Linked DNA regions of Mus musculus: region 1 is linked to region 2. Evidence: chromatin contacts called from public Hi-C data. All regions are on one chromosome and are shown on one strand. The core of a region is the stretch at or near the end of the contact, and the rest is flanking DNA. Distances in the headings are between cores, read along the strand shown.

Region 1 (4,069 bases), core at 1,011-3,510, 67 kb after region 2:
CAATGGAACAATTGTCCTTCCAATACGTAGTTAAAAATGCAGCCCCTTCCAAGCTGAAGAGATAGGGAGAAGGGACAAAGGGCCTCCAGGTCACTGACAACATAATGTTCCATGGATTTGATGATAATCATAGTCAAAACTTGTTTTGTTTGTTTTTAAAACATTGTATTTATTTCTTTACCGTTTTTATGTGCATTTGTGTTTTGCCTGAATGTGTGTGTGTTCAAGAAATGTATGCTGTGTCCATAGAAGCCAGAAGATTAGTATCAGATCCCCCCGGAACTGGAGTTACCGGTGACAGAGCTCAGATGTTGGAAATTGAACCTCGGTCCTCTGAAGAGCAGCCAGTTCTCATAACCACTCAGACATCTCTTCAGCATCCTCAAATATTTTTTCAACAAAGAATTGCTTTCAAAACGAGAAAAATGATTGAATTGCTGAGCTGAAAGTTAAGGCACCACAATTACAATTTGTTGTTGCTTGGTTATAGTCTCCTTTTAAGAAGGTCTGCCTACTTCAGGGTCATGTGATTTAGTGCCTCTAGTCTTGTGCTGAGGGTATCAAGATAGGTAGAACTATGTCACAGAACAAAGCAAGGACACCCATGTTGTATCAGCATTTTATGCCAAGGAAAAGAATGAGGCTGAGCAAAATCTCTTCATTTTGGAAGACAATCTGCTTTGATTGACATTCTGATTGAATATGTACCACCCAGGAACCATAGAAGACGTATGCTTCTAACCCCAAAATGTAGACTACCCAGCAAACAGATTAGATTCAAGTTCTACCAAAAGGCGAATTAAGGAAGAAAATGGTCCAGTTTCCCTAGACTTCCAGACATATGCTCCCATGCTGTGATATACATTTTGCCTCCATTTTGCTGTCTGAGCCAGCCTGATACTAGGATAACTGTCTTGTGGATGGGGCTGGGATGGAATCTGAGAGAGGGTTAATGAATGATTTCTCAGAAACAGGAAATGAGTAGCTCTCTCCTTGGCCAAAGAAAGAGAAGATGTAGAGCTGACACGCAGCAGAGAGGTTTTCCTTACATGGCCTTTTGGATTTATAAAAATAATGGCTATTGATTTATGACTTACTGAGAAATATTTGAAAACTTTATAAATAGCACCAGTCTGGCAGGGTAGACCTTGCTTTCTGAGTTCTGTGAAGTCACTAGTTAGGCATGTAAGCTCAGGCATGTTTTCTCCTACAGCCCTCTCTATCTGCAAAGGTAGCAAAGAGGGCTTGTGCATCCCTCTCAACCCTAGAGTCTAAAATCCTATTCTAATGCCTGGGAGAGAGCTCAGCTGGCAAAGCGTTGGCCACAGATGAGGACTCAAGTTCCAGCCACAGAACCCACTTTTAAAAGCTGACAGTGTGGAGTGTTCTCTAAAACCAGCATAGGCAAAGCTAGGGAGATCCATAGGACACCCCTGGCCAGCTCTCCCAGTGCTGGTCACTGAGCTCTGGGCCATCGAGAGAGTGTATCTCAGCAACAGCGAGTGGGGGAAAGTAAGAGAGGGTGGGAGGAAGAGAAGAAGGGAAAGAGGGGGAGAGGGTGATGGGGGAAGGGAGAGAGAAAACAAAAGCATAAAACAAAAGCCTACAAATGTTGATGGTGTCTGAGGAGGACGCTTGAAGTCAACTTTGCATCATCTGACCTCAACGGATGTGCACACATATGTGCACTTGCACACATACAGGTGTACACAGATATAAACACATGCATGCACACACACGTACACACACACACACACACACACACACACACACACAGACACACACACACACACACACATGTGTCTATAGTGGAGACAATTTGATTAAGTAGGAAAACTCCATGTGACAGCATGCGTACCTTAGTCTCTCTGGAATTCTAAACCATAAAAGTAGGCTGATAATGTCTTTATACCCTTTGAATTAGGGGAGGTTTGAAAAATGAGTTGAAAATGTCAATAGCTCAGCCTTCTGCCTAGAACCTAATGAGTTTCTGAAAACAGTAAACTCAGAGCTGAAACCCTCTGCATGAAGCTTTCTGAAGGTAAGATTCAGACATGTTCATTCTTTTTCTGACCCCAGTAAATCAGTGTCACCGTGTCACCATTCAATCCCATATTATTTCTTCCATTTTGGCCATCTCTCCCACCTCTGCTTTAAATATTGTTTCAAAATGACCTTGTAGTCATGATAATAGTAGTCATTTACCTGTCACCCTGCACTGCTCAGCCATTGCACATAATCTCCAGAGCAGCAGTGGAAGGCAGGTGTTCCCCTGCTTGGAGGTTGGGCCAGGTCATATTTCATTAAATGTCCCCATGAAACCTAGCACTGTGCCTTGGATACACAAGACCCTCGTCACACATGTTTTGATTGACTGAAACTCGGCAGTATGTCCCACTCCCTTTCTTTGTAATGTATGTAGGTGTTTGATTTATAAGGAATTTCTGTCCCTGGATGTGGCCGGCTATTGAATTTATGTGTGACAAGGAAACCATACAGTTTGGCAACTCTATAGTGATAGGTGATGTGTGATTCATTTGGGGGAAGATAAACATTTTCTATTCAGACTTTGAATACCTGGGCCTACGGTTAGCTAATCAAGTCTCTGCATGGCTGAACAGACATCTTCAAAGGGACTTTACTCTAAATTACTCCATTGTGTGTTTCTAGATGCTGTCCTGTTGCATATTGATAATATTTCTTATAGCCACTGCTTAAAAGTAGGAAACAAACATAATTTAGACTTTACTCATCTTAAAAGAAAGCCAGTGGTGTTATAAACCTAAGTCCATGCTAGAAAACCAGGACCCCAAGACCCTTTGAGAGGCCAGGATGCGCTCACAATAAGTTACATCTGTCTGTAACGTAAGGCACACAAAGAGAGACTCAGAGAGTGTGCCTTTCTTAAAAGATGTGTCAAAGCAGGAATCTAAGTTGGTCCTGGAAGACCGTATAGATAGGTGGCGGGGCATGGGACAGCAAAAACTGCAGGGGCCATTGATCAGCCTCTCTGAGCCATCTCCCTCCTGGTCTGGTTCAGTTGCTTTCTCCTCAACTAACTACTCTTTGCCTCCTGAGGTAGGCTTTAAGTTCCCAGTGGATGTTTTTCTTCCCTCCCCTGTGAAATCACATGAATCTAGGCTGGGTGGGGGCAGGGGAGGAGTATGGTAGGCTCTGAACAAGCCCAACCTCACTGGTGGGAGAAATGGTCCCGTAAATCCTTTCAAAGGGCGCCCACCATGTCTGAGAGTCGGAAGGGGCAGCCGGTGACATGAATACGATTATTGTAATGGAGCAAAATGTGTGACCCGACCGGATTCGGTAAACCCAGCAAAAGGGAACGGCACAGTTAACCCGTGTCTTGGGGGAGCACTAAACCTGGAGCAGACTTATTAATTAGAGCTTCTGAGGGGCACAGAAAAGGGGAGGCTTTCTCCATTATGGAGACAGCTCCATTCTAGCCAGTTGCTTTCCACGGGGGCAACTCCTGCTCCTTTCTTTCTTCTCTTTGAGCCAAGCAGTCTGAGTTACTGTTCACAAGGTCCCTGTTGTGCCTTTTCCATTCAGAAATAGAGCCGATGGGAGAGTTTTTAAATGCATCAGTAGGTGGCGCTCTTTCTTTTAATTTATTTTTCAATCTTCGGTCCAGTTTGTACTGAAAGACCCAGACCTTTTTAATGAAAGAGAAGGGATTTTTAAAATGAAAACACATATACAATGTCCTCTTTTAATTGAAATGGTATATTGTGAAATCATTACTGTCACATGACATTTGTGTTTTAGGGAAATGCATATATATATATATATATATATATATTCCTAAATTGACTTTAGCAATTTGAAAATGATAGTGGACATCTGTGTTCAATAACGTTTTGTTGGTAACCGGTGTTTAATATTTCATGTCAAATCAGGAAGAGTGATAGAAGGTTCTGGAACAGCGGCGGCGACTGGCATTCCTGCAGCACAGCCTGCCCTTTGTCATACTCACCATAAAGAAACCTGCTGTAGCCGGGATGGGAGCTGCACCAGAGTGACTCTGTTCTTGGACCTTACATAAACTTCCAGA
Region 2 (3,966 bases), core at 139-2,638:
GCTTGTACCTTGGGGTATACACACACACAGTGTTTGGATCTTTAACTGACTGAGACTGCCTCTTCCTGTTAAATTGTACTCTCCAAAACTTCAAACCCCAAAATGCTTGTCTGTTTTGATATAACTCACTAGTGTCGCACTTATAATCTTTGGATTCACAACAACTTGCAGGGTGGCAGACTATTAAAAGAAGAAATATCCATAGCATTTCTGGGATATGTCATCTTTTGTTAAAAACATGTGACCACAAAGCATTGTGGGAAGAATTCTTCTGAGAGCTTGTTTGTTCTTTTTTGCAGGAAAATGATTTTTTTTCTTTCTAGAACAATTTCCAAAAAGGATTTGATTTGAAAAACCAATAGTTTTATGGAGACATCACGAGAAGCAATATTGAGTTATCAGGTTTCCAAGCTGATGACACGAAGTTCAACCCTTTCCAGATTGAAGTAGAAAAGTAAACCTATAACTATAACTGAAAACCATTAGGATGGATGTTATCTCTTATCAATACTCACAATTTATATTAAACTCTTAACTTTGAGTTTGCTTGATTTCTAAACTAGATTTCTTAGGGTTAAAAAATTACACATTTTAGTTTATAACTCTTTTTAATAGAAAATTATAGAAATAAAAGAGTTGGAATCAGTACACCAAGAACAATACTTTCTAAGCTTTTGAGTCTTTTTTATTTCCCCTCAACTGAAGATCCACGCTGCTTGAATTCAGTCCAACTAACATTTAATAAAACCGCAGTGAAACCCACAACATGAGATTTGAATTCTTATTCAGTGACCATATTTGGCCCAACATTGTGTTTTTCTCTCTAGAGCAAATTCTTTTCCTGTGTCTTCCACTTAGCAACCTTTTAACTTTATCTTATCTTTTCCTTTTCAAGTCTTGCAGGTGAACCTGTTGAAAAATAACTCACTAATTTGATTCGGTTGCCACAGACAGACTAAAATACTGTTCCAATTCCTTTTTGCCCCATAATCTTAAAACTTTGCTACTGAGAGCTAAGTAGTGAGCTCTCAAAGTGGAGCTCTTTATTCATGAAACTGTTAAACCATGACGAAGCTGGTCCCTATATATTGTATTAAACTCAATTAAGTAATGGAGTCTTCTGTAGTCAAGCCCACCTTCATCTTCCAGAGGAAGCTCAAGGCACTTTGCATGCTTTTCATAACATGCCAAATGTTTATTTCTTTGTGGTGCTAAAGGTAGCTTGCTTGATTTATGTCTTGCCCTAGTTAAGATGCCCGGGTCCTCAAGCCTTATTGCTTCTGAGTTAGAGGCTGAGGTCAACTTAACGATACTAATCTGTCTCCCTGTTTGCAAACAATGAATCACCATTTGGATGCTAAGACCACATAGCAAGCTTTGACTTGGCAGCTTGGTTCAAAGGTTGCAAGCAGAATGTATAAAAGTGGCCTGTGTCTGGAACTTCTGGTCACAGATGTCAAGGATTCCCTGACGAGGCCACCAATATTGGTGTGACTAATTGATGAAAAGTGGGTGTGGCTAAGACATGTTATTCTCATGCCCAGTTTGGACTGGATTGATTTGATCTAGACTTAATAATATTAAAAGCTCCTCTAGCCATTCCCAGGGCACAAATGAAAATGCTTTCCAGTTATTAAGGAAGAATGTGACTTATCCAGGACAATATGTAAGAAAGGAAGGAAGGATAAAAACAAGGCAGTTCATTTTAACCTCTTGGACCAAATGAGCTGTGGTACGGAAGAGATGGCGCTTCAAGGAGAGACATGATATTTTATTACTGATTAAATTAGAATTTGTCCCGGAGAACTGACAGTTCAAGTAGCTGGACTTAAAACAAGCGATTCATAAAAGTTAGAGGCCAACTTTTTGCAAGTATTTTGTTCTGATTCCTTAGGAGCGCAGACCAAATAGTGATTGAAATGCAGAAAACCCAGAGATTGGTTCCACTCGGAGATTTTCCCAAATAACCTTAGTGCCTGTCACAGAGTAAGTACTGACCTAGAATTTACAAAGCTAGTGCATGTGCCAGTGGTGGGTGCTTTTGAGTGACTATTTATATAAGGATGCTAAAAAAAAAATTCAGTTTCACTAGACAGAGACTAAAAACAATTCTATACTTTAAATCGACAAAATCCCAATTACTTTCTTATGGATATTTGACTTTATTGCATCAAAAATTTCAACTTTACTAACAATGCCATTTATTCATGTGTGTGTATGTGTGTGTGTGTGTGTGTGTGTGTATGTAGAAGGTTGTACTTACAATGAATGTGAAGACCAGAGACTGAAATTTGAATGTCTTTCTCAGGTTCTTCTTTATCTCGGGTCTTGATTCAGTGTCTATAACTGAACAATGAATTTGCCATTTCATCTTGATTAACTAGACTCCAGAAATCTGTTTATTTCCTTCCCCCAAGTGTTGAGATTCCAGGTACACACTGCCACAGCCAGTTTTTTGTTGTAACAAGGGTGTTGGATCCAAACTTGGATCCTCATATTTGTGGAGCAAGCACTGTATCCACAGGGATTCTCCCCATTATTTCTTGCATTTCCTAACTATAATATATTCATTTTTTCACCGTTGCTTCTTATTTATCTGCAGTGATAAAAGGGGAGGGGGTGGTGGTAAGCCTAGCTAAGAAATATCGACTTCTGATGTAAGAATGTAGACTGGTCAAGGAATGTTTCTGTGATCCAAGGAAGGGTGTGTCTGTCGGACTGTGGGTTGTGACATTGTGGCATGACTAAAAACAACTTCTTGATCTCTCTTTCCTGCTGGGAAAGATGATAGAGAGTCCCATGAAAAGGAAATGGAGAACTTGATTATTTACATTTGCGGTTTGATTAAATCTCTGTGATTGATGAACTGAAAGGTAGCACTAGGAGCCTTCCAGTAAGCAGAAGGCTCCTTGTCATTTCTCAACATTACCTAATATATTTGTATCCTTGATCTGTGCTCTTGACACATAACACTACATGAAATTTTATATGTTGGATTCATAACATGCAGTTGTCTGTGAAGATGTTTACTGGAATCCACGCAATTGTTGAACAATGGCTCTACAGATGACATCTCTCTGTCATCAAGGATGGCCAAAAAGACCCGGATGCTTCTCACTTCAATGTACCTGTCAATAACCCAGCTTCAGGAGCACTATAGGAGTGGAATATTTTTTTTTTTAAATCCTACATCTTACATGCTTACAATATTTTTTAAAACCAAAATCACTTTTTCTTCCTTGAAAATTTGAGTGTCACAGTCAACATTTGACTAGCATACTTATGCTAATTTGTAGGAAGAGTAAAATCATCCATGGGCAACAAAAAAGAAGCTGTATAGTGGCCATTAAGATTAAAAGTTGTGTTGGAATACCATTCATTGACAGTTATGTAGATTTGAAGGAATCTTTTTCTAAAAGATCTTGAAATTTGGATAACCAAAATTAGCACATCTTCATAGTAATAAAACTTCAAGTTTCCAATGTCTTTGGCAGTAAGTATGGAAAAAGGAAATGATTACTATATGTTCAGTTGCTCTTACTTCCTGTAGTTAATAACTTGGTAGTAGTCTTTGATGTCCAGTTCATGGTGTGTCAGTTCACTTGAGAGGAAGTGCACGCACGCACACACACACACACACACACACACACACACACACACACACTTTGGGTTCTGAGGTTTCTTGTCTACCACATGCAGAGCTCCTTTCCAGGTCATGTCCTGTGTGTCTCGCTGCAGTGTCACTCTCCCAGCTGTCTGTGATTCAAACTGGATGAACTGACAATCCTCATCATTGCCAAAAGAGAACTTATACACCAGGACACCAGGTAATATTGGTATAATGCAAAAACTTGGGACAAATTTACACAAGGTTGTGATTTTCTTGGGTGCGAGTGCTCTCATTTAAATCCAACAGCTGCCAAGGAAAGCTACGATTTGCAACTTAGTACCTTAATCCTAATCCCT

What was found. Hi-C and Micro-C count contacts between places; a contact is called where the count stands out from the background.
Region 1: a Hi-C map of uterus shows a contact between it and region 2, with 4 times the contacts expected there. The contact joins two enhancer-like sites. A contact is called at or near these places in 14 of 484 Hi-C or Micro-C datasets (the AML12 cell line, adipose-derived mesenchymal stem cells, embryonic fibroblasts and 5 more).

Annotation. Positions count from the first base shown.
Region 1 is chr3:29,809,486-29,813,554 of GRCm38.p6, forward strand. All of the region lies in intron 3 of Gm33206 (a long non-coding RNA gene), which reads right to left. Among named protein-coding and RNA genes, the nearest start is that of Mannr, 79 kb to the right of the region's middle. Within about 2 kb of position 2,261, at least 15 of the 459 cell types and tissues checked have an H3K27ac peak or open chromatin away from gene starts, as enhancers often do. A contact at or near this core is called in uterus, where this site is marked.
Region 2 is chr3:29,743,028-29,746,993 of GRCm38.p6, forward strand. No RefSeq gene overlaps it. Among named protein-coding and RNA genes, the nearest start is that of Gm42197, 49 kb to the left of the region's middle. Within about 2 kb of position 1,389, at least 4 of the 459 cell types and tissues checked have an H3K27ac peak or open chromatin away from gene starts, as enhancers often do. A contact at or near this core is called in uterus, where this site is marked.